Regions from separate parts of the Mus musculus genome. Here regions 1, 2 and 4 are each linked to region 3. A link is a contact called in public HiChIP or PLAC-seq and promoter capture Hi-C data. All regions are on one chromosome and are shown on one strand. The core of a region is the stretch at or near the end of the contact, and the rest is flanking DNA. Distances in the headings are between cores, read along the strand shown.

Evidence for each region. Promoter capture Hi-C pulls out the DNA fragments that hold promoters and counts their contacts. HiChIP or PLAC-seq counts read pairs in DNA pulled down with a chosen protein or histone mark.
Region 1: an H3K4me3 HiChIP or PLAC-seq map of craniofacial prominence shows a contact between it and region 3, with 5 times the contacts expected there. The contact joins the enhancer-like site here to the promoter of Hpse2 in region 3. A contact is called at or near these places in 19 of 39 promoter capture datasets (the 3T3-L1 cell line, 3T3-L1-derived adipocytes, the C10 cell line and 12 more), 2 of 484 Hi-C or Micro-C datasets (the HPC-7 cell line and cranial neural crest), 6 of 115 datasets of contacts at active chromatin or transcription factors (craniofacial prominence, embryonic limb bud, embryonic stem cells and 2 more) and 4 of 9 other capture datasets (adipose tissue, embryonic stem cells, liver and 1 more).
Region 2: a promoter capture Hi-C map of hippocampal neurons shows a contact between it and region 3, with 18 times the contacts expected there. The contact joins the enhancer-like site here to the promoter of Hpse2 in region 3. A contact is called at or near these places in 26 of 39 promoter capture datasets (the 3T3-L1 cell line, 3T3-L1-derived adipocytes, the C10 cell line and 15 more), 5 of 15 datasets of contacts at CTCF or cohesin (embryonic stem cells, hippocampal excitatory neurons, pro-B cells and 1 more), 142 of 484 Hi-C or Micro-C datasets (3T3-L1-derived adipocytes, the AML12 cell line, the AtT-20 cell line and 69 more), 18 of 115 datasets of contacts at active chromatin or transcription factors (PVALB interneurons, astrocytes, bone marrow-derived dendritic cells and 11 more) and 6 of 9 other capture datasets (adipose tissue, embryonic stem cells, embryonic tail and 3 more).
Region 4: a contact with region 3 is called in an H3K4me3 HiChIP or PLAC-seq map of embryonic stem cells, with 8 times the contacts expected there. The contact joins the enhancer-like site here to the promoter of Hpse2 in region 3. A contact is called at or near these places in 10 of 39 promoter capture datasets (the 3T3-L1 cell line, the C10 cell line, embryonic stem cells and 5 more), 4 of 484 Hi-C or Micro-C datasets (the N1E-115 cell line, bone marrow-derived macrophages and cortical neurons), 7 of 115 datasets of contacts at active chromatin or transcription factors (astrocytes, cardiomyocytes, craniofacial prominence and 3 more) and 4 of 9 other capture datasets (adipose tissue, embryonic stem cells, liver and 1 more).

What each region holds. Positions count from the first base shown.
Region 1 is chr19:42,946,998-42,950,217 of GRCm38.p6, forward strand. The region is part of intron 6 of Hpse2 (heparanase 2); the gene reads right to left. Among named protein-coding and RNA genes, the nearest start is that of Hps1, 170 kb to the left of the region's middle. Within about 2 kb of position 1,289, at least 16 of the 459 cell types and tissues checked have an H3K27ac peak or open chromatin away from gene starts, as enhancers often do. A contact at or near this core is called in craniofacial prominence, embryonic limb bud and second pharyngeal arch cranial neural crest, where this site is marked.
Region 2 is chr19:43,026,326-43,029,674 of GRCm38.p6, forward strand. All of the region lies in intron 3 of Hpse2 (heparanase 2), which reads right to left. Among named protein-coding and RNA genes, the nearest start is that of Hps1, 250 kb to the left of the region's middle. Within about 2 kb of position 1,441, at least 1 of the 459 cell types and tissues checked has an H3K27ac peak or open chromatin away from gene starts, as enhancers often do.
Region 3 is chr19:43,386,748-43,390,043 of GRCm38.p6, forward strand. Hpse2 (heparanase 2) reads right to left here and starts at 1,608. Exons shown (of 12, transcript NM_001081257.2): 1 at 1,275-1,608. The coding sequence starts at 1,564.
Region 4 is chr19:42,904,904-42,908,341 of GRCm38.p6, forward strand. All of the region lies in intron 9 of Hpse2 (heparanase 2), which reads right to left. Among named protein-coding and RNA genes, the nearest start is that of Hps1, 130 kb to the left of the region's middle. Within about 2 kb of position 1,593, at least 4 of the 459 cell types and tissues checked have an H3K27ac peak or open chromatin away from gene starts, as enhancers often do. A contact at or near this core is called in the N1E-115 cell line and embryonic stem cells, where this site is marked.

The sequences.
Region 1 (3,220 bases), core at 39-2,538, 440 kb before region 3:
TTACCCACAGAGAATGAGAAATACAAATGTTAAAAGCACTTACAATGCTTGGCCACATTTTTCATGTGATTCACATTAGACCATCTCATGAGAAAGTTGGGCATGCACTGGAAAAACTATACTAATTACACACGGTGAATTTCAGAATTACAGAAAATTCGAATTCCTTGACGTCTGCAAAGGAACATTAACAGCAGTGTTTATTGTTAGTGGTTCTTTTATTCACTGCTAACCTTGTTTCCTTTTATTTGTATGAAATGGAGTGGGAAGGGAGAAACAGAGAGGGAAAGACAGGAAACAGTGGTCCATCTCCGCACCAAATGCCATCAGGAAGCCACAGTTATGCTGCCGTATAATGGTGATGCTCAGAAAACTGTCTGCCCAGCAGGAGCCATGTAACTCTAGACAACAATGAAATTATTTTCTGCAGTTCTCAAAACCATCCAACATAAATTCTAATGACATTACATTTCTCTTTCTCTGCTGAACTCTTAGGAGATTTTGTTCCTCCAGACAAAAATGAAGAGTTTTAGAGAAAAGGGTGCGGTGACAGTGGACACAGACATGGTGATGCCTGTGCATCAAGACTTATGGCTGCAGCTGCCATGAACCCGGGAGACGGGATGAAGCTGCTTGACTGTTTCTCATCAAAGAGGGAAAGAAGACACTTGGCCAAAGGAGAACAAATGTCTGTCAGGGCAAACGACTTACAGAATCTAGTCAGCCCTTTACCTAAAGACAGTAGCTGGGCTCACTCTCAGGCTCTCATCAACACATCAATCATTCACACACTTAAAAGGAAAAAAATTAAGCTGTTTTTCATATCCTACAAGTGTGTTCAATTTTACTTTGAAAATCCAAATGGAGTGCCTCTTGCTTAAAATACTTGGCCAAGAAAAAAATTAAGTGTAACTACCAGCATAAACTTACATTGGGATTAAGTTACAAAAGCATTGTTCATAAAGTTTACCTGAGGTGAGAAAATGGAATATATTGCTAAAGTTGAGATTTTGGGGTGGCTTTGAAATCTGCATGGTTTTCCCTGATAGCATCAGGTGTGGTTTTTTCTTGGAAATTAGAGTTTGACAGTTATAATGATAACTTGATAGGATCCTGAGTTCCAGTCACCTGTGAGGTAGCTATGTTCTGTAATCCTAAACTCCAAACTTCCAAACGAATATAATTAACACTGCAAGTAATCTGAGAAATACAATCAGACATGCTTACTGCACAGAAAGCCCCAAAGTCAAACATCCATGCTGAGGTAATACAGCTCTTAAAGGGATCAAATGACACCAGAGACAAATGTATCAAGTTGCTGTGGCAACTGATCCAAAGTGCAGCCCAGCTGTTTCCAGTCTGGTCTCCCAACATCAGAGACTATTCACTCAAGGCAAACCATAAAAATACCTCCTAGCTCATAAAAACGACATTTTCTGTTTTGTACACCAGCTCACTCATCTCCTCAGGCTAAGGTCTGTCTATCCCACTTGCTCTTGTCTTTTGCTCATCAGGATAAGCCTGTGGGAGAATCCTGCCAACAGTTAAACTTGGGTTCTCAAGTACAACAGAGAGGTGAGTTCCTTCAGAAGCTAAGGAGGCTCGTGATTGCCTCATCCCAGTTACACACAAACTCAGCTGTAACCTTCCAGGGTCATTGTTATAGATCAGGGGCTTAAATTTGCCCTTTCTGTCGGGGCAAATGCCTTTCAAGTGAAAATTTCAAGTGGAAGATGAATGGTTGCTTTCATTACTTTTTTTCTAGAAAGTAGGTCATGAAGTATGCTTCTTCGAAGGAACTAGAGAGGGGATGGTGAATGGGAAGAGCAGTGGCGTCTGCTCTCTGGGGAAATGTATTGGTTAAATCGTGGACCACCATCGTTTCTCTGAGACTCCTCAGACAAGATGCACTCTTCGATGCTTACTTGCCTAGGGATAATTGGTGTTACTGAGCTTTGCTTTGTTAGTGCAGTACTCCTGGGAATGAAACCTCTGAGTGTATTATTAAACGTTTATTCTAATTTATAATGACTGGGGCAGGGACTGGGACTTCCCTTTCGAAAACTCATAGGTGACACTAATGCTGCTGGCTTGGACTTTCCCTTTAGCACAAGGTCAGAAGAGCTTCCCAAGTTTACATTTCTAGGGAGCCCCATCAATACTGGTGCATAGAAAGCTTTGAGCTAATGTTAGTTCTTACCTTAATTTCAATTTATACCCTAATTTTCAGTATATTATACAAAGCACCAGTTGTGAATGCATCTCCATGCTTGAGGATTTGCACCAGCATTGGGTATCTCTGCCACACACCCATCCATGCTGTTTTGGGGGGAATTGTAGGAGCTGGGAACTCTGTCACAGACACTCCACTGAGCTCATGGAGCAGTTGTGGGAATGTGGAAAAGAAGGATGAGAGCAGTGTAGACGATGGAGACCTGGCTTGTGAAGTTTCAGAGGGAGCCTGAAAACCCATGCCTGTGGTATCCTGTATTAAGAATCTCTGGTTCCTGGTAAGAAATCATCTCTGGCTAGCAAGAAACTAAAACCACCGAAGGGAAACTTGTCCTTTACTGGGACATATGATGCTGGTTAACTGTGACTGAGAAATTCGCTGTCTTTAAGAAGAAACTACTGACCCCCCCCCAAAAAAAAAGTTAATGAATGCTTCCAAATGATACTCTGCTATACTGAGATCAGTGCCTAGCCCAATCGTCACCAGAGAGGCTTCACCCAGCAACTGATGGAGCAGATGCAGAGACCCACAGTCAGAGCTCAGGGAGGAAGAGGAAGGAAGGACTGTTGCAGCCAGAGGGATAGAGGACATTGGAGGAACACAGCCCACAGAATCAACTGAGCAGGGTTCATAGGGGCTCACAGAGACTGAAGCAGCAACCATGGAGCCTGCATGGGTCTGTGCTAGGTCCTGTGCACACATGTGGTCCAGAGTGGGCTAAAGCAGCACCTCATCTCATGCTGATAGCTGAACTTGGTGGTGTGCAAGAATCTTCCAGGTAATACCCATTTGATTGCCATGAAAGCTGCAGAATTGAAGGGTTCATTGAGAGCAAACTGAGCTTGGCACCACTGAAAGACAGGAGAGGCCATTGGGGAAGGTGCAGCTTTAGTAGCAGTGGTATTTTCCAAGACTGAAGGGACCATAGAGGGGTTTGGCACTGTGTGGCAGAGTAAGAGTCCCTGAATAGAGACCATGATGCCATTG
Region 2 (3,349 bases), core at 191-2,690, 360 kb before region 3:
CCCTCAAGCCTTATCCAAGAAGCTTCTCCTTGCAGACTGCAATTAACACCTGACTCAGTCAAATGTGGAGAATTAAAGACTGTGGAGTGCTCAGCCCCAAAAGTTACAAGAACGCCATACCCTTCAACCCAGGGCTCTAAGACTTGAGAAAGACGGCAGGAATCGCAGAACCTGAGGTGGCATAAATATTAAGTGAGTATTTTCCAGAAACCACAGGGCAGTTATCCACTTAACTCACAGTGATTGTGACAGCATACGCTAAATTTGCACAGGTTTAAGGCAGAAAAAAATCCAGTGCATAGAATTGGGAAGAACATGTAGAAGGAAGTAAAAGGACAAGAATTGGGATGAAGAATCAGGATGACAATGATTGTTAGGGGTCACAGTTGCCACAATAACAAAAGGGTATGACATCAGATCTTTTTTTAAAAACTAGATATTTTCTTTATTTATATTTCAAATGCTATCCCGAAAGTTCCCTAAACCCTTCCCCCGCCCTACTCCCCTACCCACTCACTCCCACTTCTTGGCCCTGGTGTTCCCCTATACTGGGGCATATAATCTTCGCAAGACCAAGGGACCTCTCTTCCCAGTGACAGCCGACTAGGCCATCTTCTGATTCATATGCAGCTAGAGACATGAGCTCTGGGGGTACTGGTTAGTTCATATTGTTGTTCCACCTATAGGGTTGCAGACCCCTTTAGCTCCTTGGGTACTTTCTCTAGCTCCTCCATTGGGGCCCCTGTGTTCCATCCTATAGATGACTGTGAGCATCTACTTCTGTATTTGCCAGGCACTGGCATAGCCTCACTCGAGATAGCTATATCAGGGTCCTTTCAGCAAAATCTTTCTGGCATATGCAATAGTGTCTGGGTTTGGTGGCTGATTATGGGATGGATTCCCGGGTGGGGTAGTCTCTGGATGGTGGTTCATCCTTTTGTCTTAGGACATCAAACTTAGGACATCAGATCTTGAGAAATGAGTAAGATAGATACAGGGGATTTTAGAACAGTTCTGTATGACTCTGACATTCTGAGTTTAAAACAAAGGCTTTAAAAAAGAGAGGCTTCAATCAGAAGGACACCGGGGCAAGCCAACCACAGATAAACTAGGTGGGTTCTGGGGGCACCAAATCAGATGTGGTGGGACATGTCTGGCCACAAGGTGGCACTCACAGCCCCTCTTTTCCTGAATTTCTGTCAAACATTGACCAAGGTTTTACTGTACTAGAACAAAGAACCGATCTTATGTCCCACCACCTGCACACAGCGCTGCTTTTCTTTTAGGGCATGGAATCTAAGGATGCTGAAATTCCCTGGGGGTCAGGGTGGGCTCGAGGATTTGGAGAAAGGAACAGAGGTGATGCTTCTACAGAGTGTCAGCATAAAAGCTAAACAAAGGATTTGACCATTAGTTAATGGACAGGGGACTTCAAAGGTTGGAAAAGGGTCGGAGAGGAAGCTAAGATTGCCTGCTGTCGAGGACTGAGCATGCGCTGGAAAGTCAAAGTAGCAAATATAGGTCGCTCACACACCGGCCGGGAGAGAAAGGGAAAGCAGGTGGGCTTTTCCTACGAGCAGCCATTTCTAAAGGAGGCTTTAACTTACCTCCCTTTCAAATATTTAAACAATCATTTGTTGAATGGTAACTGTTTCACAGAAAAATTAGCTTTATGAAGCAAATAAAACTATGAGGCAGGAAAGACAACTCAGCAGCCAAGGCCACTGGCCGCTCTCCAAGGCGGCCCCGGTTTGGTTCCTAGCACTCAAACGGCGGCTTACAACCATCTATACCCCCCAGGTCCACAAGATCCTGCACCTCCTTCTTTCCTCCACAGGCACCAGGAAGGCACTCAGTGTACGTATGTATATACATGCAGGCAAGACACTCATAAAATAAAACCAAACCTTTAATTAGCAAATACAACTGCACTCCAGATATACTTCTACTTAACTAAACATCTTTTAGTTTCTCAGTATTAGAGAACGTACTTATTTTTTCACATGTCACATCTGTGTTTCACACAATAATATCCACTGATATTTGGTTAATGTGAAGCTAGATAGAAATGAACGTAAATCTAAGCTTCCTGGTGTCCAGTTTCATGTTCCTTTGGCTGAGTCCTTTGGACTTATTTTCTAGTTCAATATTTTCATTTAGATGATAAGTTGAACTTTGCTTTTATTTAATTTTTTTACATGTATGTATGTATGTGTTTGGGACATACTACAGTGCCCTTGTTGAGATCAGAGGACAATTTGTAAGAGTCCGCTTTTTCCTACAATGTGGCTTCCGGAATCAGTATCAGGCCACCAGGCTCAGCAGTAATCACCTTTACCTGATGAACCATCTCACTGGCTCTTTTCTTTCAACATTCCCAGCATGACAATGGTTCTGTGAGCCAATCTGTTTTGAATATTTCCATGCTATTTAAAATACAAACTAGTTAAAGGTTAAAAAAGAAAATTCTGTGCCCATTTTTGAGGGGTATGGGGTATGCAGGTAATTATGAAAAAAAATAGAACCTCAATAGACAATTCAAAATAATTTCCCTTTTAACTGATAATTTTTTTTTAATTATTTGTTTGTTTCCTTAAATCGTTAAGGTGAAAATAATATGATCATCTTTCATAAGGAGAATTCTTTTTATTCCTTTTCGGTATAAACAAGAGGGAATGAAGACCACTTTAGCTTTGTTCCTCCCATAGGTTCCCCATCCCCAATTACACAAAAGGAAGCAAAGAGCTTCTATAGACACATCACCAGTAACTCCATACAGACCAAACCAAAGAGACCGGCAAGCTTGTTTTGTGGCTAGGCCTCCATGGGAAACAGCCTTCATACTGAGTTGGAAAGAATAAAGGACATGTTTGAACTCACAAGTGCCTGAAAACATCATGTCTGCAAAGTGTGGTTGGCATTTTTATGCATTTTAAAGAGTCTAATGAAGCCCAGCTCCATCCAGATTCCTACAAAAGCTGAGGAATGGAAAGGGTTACTGCCACCCAGGGGTCAGAGTGTGGTTATTGCTCCAGCCAGTTGTACAAAGGAGACCTGTCATTTATAGATAGCTCCAAAGTCTTGCATTAGTGGGAACACTATGAAGACTGGCCCTTGCCCAAAGAATTTACTCTAAAAGACATTTAATATGGAGTAAATACAGCCTCAAAGAGAACAGCTTTGAAGGAGAGCTTTGAAAGGTCGGAAGAAGAAGAAATGAGGAATGTTGTTACTTAGTGCCTTTATTAAACAAATGCTTGCCTTAGCTCTTCTCCAGCACATCTCAAAATGTGGTAAAGTAATAATGACATGCCTACTTCACAGACAAAAACCAAGTTGGAATGTGAAA
Region 3 (3,296 bases), core at 358-2,857:
ACAGCTACCTGCTGCGTCCGCAGACCTGAGGCTGAGCGCTAAGGGGCGGGTGCACCCGGAAAAGCAAAACTCTAAGGGTGAAAAATGCTCAATAACGATGTGAGTCGGATCTGGAATGGGATGGAGAGCACTCTAGACTCTTTGGAGGAGCCCAAACTAAGGGTCCAACTTGAAGGGAATTTTCAGAAACTTAACACTTGGATATTCAATATTGCAGAGGTTTATCCTCCCTTTCTTTTTCTTCTGTGTGTTTTCTTTTTATTTCCAACGCCCCCCTCTTTGCAACCGCCCCTGATGGGAAGGGGATCGCGGTTGCTTAACTGCCTGAATAGTAACAACCCGGGAAGAGGGTGAACCCAACTAGACTGTCAGCGAGACTCAACCTTCAGGTTTGTTAATCCACCACTGCTTTGGGGTTCAAAACTCCCAACGCTTCCCCTGAGAGTTCCTAGGACCTTTATGGATCGCGTATGATGCACACTACGACCCGAGCAACGATTTTTTTTCCCCACTGTAAAAAATTAAACTATGCAGTTACCAAGGAAAACTAAAGAGGAGGGTGGAGGGGGAAGGGCTTCATCTATAAAAAGTGTCTTACAAAGTCAAGGCTGATAATGACAGCGGAGGATACAAAATAAAAAATTTTAACTCCAATCCAACTTGCTCACCGCTCAGGACTCTCCTTAAATTCGTTTTCTGTCTGGGAGTGAGAACTGATGAAACCATCTTTCCGTGGCAAATTCCACTTTCATGCAATCTCCCAACTGAACACTCGGACACACGCACACTGCTTTCTCTCTCACACACAACCACTCCTCTGGAGTCTTTGTTGTTCCAGATCTTCCCTTTTGTAACTTCCCTGAACCTCTTGTTTCTTTTTCAGAAGGGGAGACTAATTGTGGATATATGTAAGCACAACATTTTTTCAGTCATAACTGATAAGTTTCTGAAATGCCTTCTGCATTGCAAACATGTGCATCTTAATAGAAAACACTGCTTTCCTCAATCACCAGTTACAGCCTCACAGCAAATAGTCCAGGAGGGGGGAAACCTCCTTTTTTTCTCTTGGAAAGACAGATCGGTTTGCTGCTGCTGCTGTTGCTGCTGCTGCTGCTGCTGCTGCTGCTGCTGCTGTACCTCCTCTTCTTCTCCTCCTCCTTCTTATTCTTCTTTTTTCTCCTCTTTTTTCTTCCCCCTTTGGAGCAGGGGATAGGAAGAGAATGGGGGTGGGGGTACTTAAATTTTTAAATGACTCATCGAAGCCCCTGCCTTACCTTAAGAAATCGAGCCAGCCATCATGAATGATGGAGGGATCCAGCTGCAGAGAGAGGAAGTTCTCATTGACTGTCCTGACTGGGTTCTTGGTGCTCACATCAAGTAGAATCAGGGTCTTTTCCTTCAAACCTGTAGCTCTGTCTACAGGCAAAGGTCTCCTGTTTCCAGCGTGGAAGGAGAGGGAGAGATGGAGCAACAGAGCCAAGAAGAGAGCCACCAGGGCTAGGCACGAGGGGGGGCGGGAGCTGCTGGAGGCCATGGCTTCAGGGAAAGCACAGAGCACCCTCATTAAATCCCTCTGATTTAAACTTCTTTCCCTACTGGGTCTCGATGGTGACTAATTGTCCTTATCTAAAGTGTGTGTCTCTCTGCCCCCCTTCTCTCCCCCCCCCTATTCTCTTTCGCCCTCGCTCCCTCGCTCTTGCTCGCTTGCTCGCATTTTTTTTTCAGTGTTTTGGTGCTGGTGGAGCGAACTCACGCCCCTAGCCAGCCTTCTCAGCAACTCGTGCCAAGAGTACTGTTCACCAGCACCGCCCCTTTAAGAGATTTGACTGCAGACATTTTTTAACTTTTTAAAGGTAAGGGATGGGGGAGGGGGGAGAAGGGGGAGGGGTGGCCGTTGTGCCCTACTGATTTAACCCGCTAGGGTCAGGAAGCGGCCAGTGGGACTGAAACTGTACTGTGGTACCATCTTGAGTAAGAGCTTATTTTCAAGTCCCCTCCCCAGTAGGCTATGGGGAAGGCCCTTCACTGCCTGAGGGGCAGTCTGTCCTGACTATTTCTTGCTTACCGTCCACTTTGTGCCTTCCTTTTGGGTTGAAGCAGTAAATGTTGTTAGGTTGTAAATGGTTTTATGATGGGCAAAGTAATTTTTGCCAAGGCACAAAAAGCAAAGAAGAGTCCATGCCTAGGTGTGCAAACCCCTGAATCTTGCAAGATAACTAGAAAGAAGTTTCTCCTGAATAGGAGACTAAGGTGGGGGAGAAGGGAGAGTATTCCCAGGTCAAAGAACTTCCTAGTCAGGAGAGTCAAAAAAGAATCAGTATGCTCCATGGCACTGCTGCTTATGTGTGAGGGAGAGTCTTGAGTTTCCCATATATGTTATTTTATGGCTTTGGCAACCCATTGGACTGATGATCAAGACACCCTATGTTCATTTGAATCACTCCTTGGCCAATGTATTCCACTGTAAAAGTAAAGATGCCTCTCCAATGTCTCCTTGCCAACAACCCTCAGACTCATACCCTTGCAGGGGAGTATGTCTTCCTGACGTAGAAATGGGCTATAGGGGTGTCAAATCCAGCCCTAGGCCAAAATTAGAGTGTGCCTGCTTGGAACTCTGGGATACAGATCATCCTGGACTTCGAGTGCACTGCAAACCTCTGTTCTTTTCATTCCCACCCTCAATAGCTTGCAAATTATCCTGAGTCCCATCCTAACACAAGGGGAAACAATCCAGCCACAATCACAGGCAGTCACAATCACACCCAGTCCCATTTTCAGCTTCTCTCTGGGATACAACAAGTCCTCTATTTTGGCAGATGAAGGGAGCTACTTTATGAAAAATGGGTAAATGAGAGCACCCCAGGGCATTCCTTGATTAAACAGACTAGATGACAGTTGAATGCAGAGCATGGGTCCCCACCACTGCCAGTACTGCACACTGGGCAGTATGAGAGCTCAGTAAACACTACAATAGCAATCTATTTTCCTTCCTTCAGCCAGAAAGAATTAGCCAACCTACATAGGACTGGACTAGATTACCTTAAGCTAACATTCCCTGAGGATTCTCTGCCAGTCTAAGAACCCCAAACCACCAGATCACTTAGAGATGGTTTCTAAAACTAAATTATAACATAAATTAAATACTGGCTCTAGCCTTCATACCTGCTTCCTCTAGCGCCTTACACTTTCTAGTCCTCTATATCCTTAACCACATGCTTATGCCCCTGGGGTTAGGGTAAGACAGGCATAAGTTTCAGTACAAACTACTGTCATTTTTAAAGGAGTCTGACACTTCA
Region 4 (3,438 bases), core at 343-2,842, 480 kb before region 3:
ATTGCTTAGCTGTGGAGACTCACTTGTCCCTTCTTTCCCAGTGGCAGGTCATCAGGGGAAAGGGCGGAGCCTGTGACAACACATGGGCATGGCGTAACTAACATGTGCTCTTTTCCTCAGGAAGACAGGCTCACGGCAGAAGGAGGTGCCACTTTGCTAGCAGAAAGCTACAGAGGAACAAGGGATGTGGCTGAAAAGTTATTTCCTGAGCAAAACAGCAGAGTAGAACCATTCTCATTCTGCTCCTCGCCTTCCCCCTTTCCCTTCTTCACCCCACCTTTTTGAACTTTTGTTGTAAAAGAGAAGACTTCAGGTCCAGCAGAAACGGACCCACAGATACAGAGATGCCCCTAGGTGCTGTCCTCAAGTCCTCCTCCATTATCATCAGCTCTCACCATCATCAGTGTCAGAGTGGAGCCTTCACACTTGGTGACCTTCCATCAGTGACATGGAAAGTCCACACTTCACAGTAGGGTTTATCTGTGGTGCCCATTCTGTGGTTTGGGATTGGCACAGAAGCAACCCACTGTTTAGTATCATTCAGAATAGTTTCCCTGCCCTAAAATCTTCTGTTTCTCTCCCTCACCCTAACTCCTAGAAACCATGTTCACAGTGCTGTCCTATCCTGCTATTGTCTCTTACCTTTGACAGGTACTACTGGAACAGGCCTGCCAGAGCGGGACAGTGGAAAGGTGAAAAGTTAAAGACAAGGGGGAAGGGTGGTGTGGGACGTGGCCTGAGGGGCCCTGAGGCCCAGAGGCTTGCCATCTCTGGATTTACTCAAGAGCACCAGCAAAGCAGAAAAAATTTGCTAATAAGATTCTTTCCTGAAATATACTAAGTTGGGTTTGAATGAATGGGAGTACAAAAACCATATTTTTCCGGGAGAAACTCAAGTACAATTAAGTAGAGCTCTAATCTCTTAAACTCTCCTGAAGAAGCAGCATGGTACAAAGCCCACAGGTTGTTACTGGCATTGTTTAGCTATCAGTTCCACAGCTGTCTGACATGGTGACCAATATGATCCTCAAGTCCAGCTCCATTCCCCATCTTTGGGCCCAGTCAGCAATTCTGGCCTGTCTTGTAAATTCTTTCCAGGGGACACTAGGACACTCTCGCAGCTGTGGAGTTTTCTACTTATAAGGTACAGCATTTGCTATGAGGCGAGATAAAGAAGGAGCTTGCTACCTTGTGAGCGCTTTTACATATGCTTTCCTTATCACAGCCTCATGTCTCTGGACCTGCAGCTGCCCCGCTCACTTGGGCCTTTGTGCTGCATCCCTGGACACAGTTAAGGGATCTTAGAGGCTTATGTGAGCTCTGGGGCCATCAGGTGTCAGCTGAGGATTTCTGTGCTCTGCTTTTAAAGAAAGTAACGGGCAGTTACTCCTATTTGGGGAGAATAAAGCCATGAAAGTTTGTGTCTTAAGTGTCCAAAGCCATGGTCCTGGGCAGTCACACAGATGCGTGGTAAGATACCCAGGTGGTCCTATCCTGGAAAGGAGGCCTGTTTAGTCTTCCAACACCCATCTTGCACCAGCTTGTCTCCTTTGCTCCTGTTTATCGCCAGACCCAAGTCAAGGGCAGAATTTGCCTCAGGCATAACAAAGACACCTACATGAGCACTTAGGGAAATAGCGCTGCACAGCAGAGAGAAAGTAGGATTCAGAGCTAGAAAACCCCGGGGGTCCTGGCTACTGTGACTTCTCTGACCTCAGGAACCTGAGCTGACATCACAGCTATTGTCCACACTCCTTTAGCTCTCTATTTTTTCAGGAAAGTTAATAAAGTCATATTTACCTCGGTAGGCTTTATTTAGAGCAGTTATGATAAACTACAATGATCTCATACTCATTTTCCATTTCTCGCCACAATACACAGGATCTCTGTCCTTCTGGCTCAATGCAGAGATCTGGCCAGGAATTATAGTAAGCAAATGGGATGCAAAGAAGATGAGTGAATGAGGTTTGAATGAAGGAAGGGAAGAAGAAAAAAGGAAGGACTGGAGTTTTGCTGATACACCAAATAAAATTAAATAAACATAGAAAACAATCTTGACCTGTTAAGTGTGACCTTCACTGATAAAAGCGGTGCTGTGCATTGAGGAAGCGTGAGGACTTCCATGATCAAAGCTCCCCAGGGATTTTTTCTCACTACTTCTAGTACATCTGACTCCCGCCTACTTCACATCTATGCAGTCTCCTCCTTCCTTCCAGCCTCTGGCACATGTGACCCTGCGTCTCTGGACGTGCTGAGTTAGTTCCTGCCATGAAATGTTTCTGTTAGTCTCTGCCTTGCTTAAAAAGCTGTGTGACGCCTGCTTACCTAGCTTCTTACCATCAGTTGTCTCTTTCCTTACCTGTCACATGGTAATAAAAGCCCTTCCTGTATCCACATCTAGGAGTCTAGATGTATAATAGAATAATAACATTCTACTATTTATTTATTCATTGTTGTTTCTTCCCTGACTCCTGCTTCTCAAAAACAAAACAAAACAAAAAACAAAACAAAACAAAAACCAACCAACCAACCAACTAACCAAAAAAACCCTTTCATTTATTCCAAATAGAAAACATGATCTATATTTGTTTGATACTTATACCTTGGAGATAATTTTCTAATTATTTTGGCTTATTTACACAAATTAAATCTCTATAGTTCTAAGCAGAAAACTCTCACCCCTCCTTTCTACCTCAGCCTCGCGTACAGACTTCAAGACTTACTCTCGCTCTGTGAATAAAAACAATGTGCCAATTGGTTTCAATTTTGAGACTTGAAAATGATATTTTTGTGGGCCACACTATTCCTGTTCTATGCCTCTTGACTTGGGGGTTGGCAAAGAAAAAGTTGGGTGGAAATAGGTAACTGAAGCAAATGACAGGAACAGGAGCTCATGCCCTATTCCGGTTTACTCCCAGGGCCCTCAAGGCAGCCTTAACTCAAGGCCCAGGCTCTGGTCCAGGGCTGGTGTTATACCCCATTCCGTCTCACCCTCAGTGTCCTTGTCCAATAAAGCAGATACATTATCTCAAAGGGCAGCCACAGGCATGGGAAAAGAGTCTGGCCTTCCACCAGGACCACGATGTGATACCTGTGTAAGGAACCATCTGTATGATATTTCTAAGGAAAAAAGCAAACACCAGCTTTTCTGAGCTGAGATTTCCCTGATGATGTAGCAGGTCACTCAGAACTATGCCTTGGGGCAAATCTTCATTGTCACATAGGGGTCAACATCTAACTTCATCCCTTCCCTAAGAGATGGATGGGCGCCTGTTGAATCTGATCTTGGTGAACACCCCATCTGCTTTCAACATGCTGCATCTGACGTTAGCTAATGCCTCTTATTAGCATTAAAAGAAAACAATCTGGAAAAATTCACTCTCAAGCAGAGTTCAAACAGGCCACAAGTAGATGTGGAATCTTAATTGTACAAAGTTT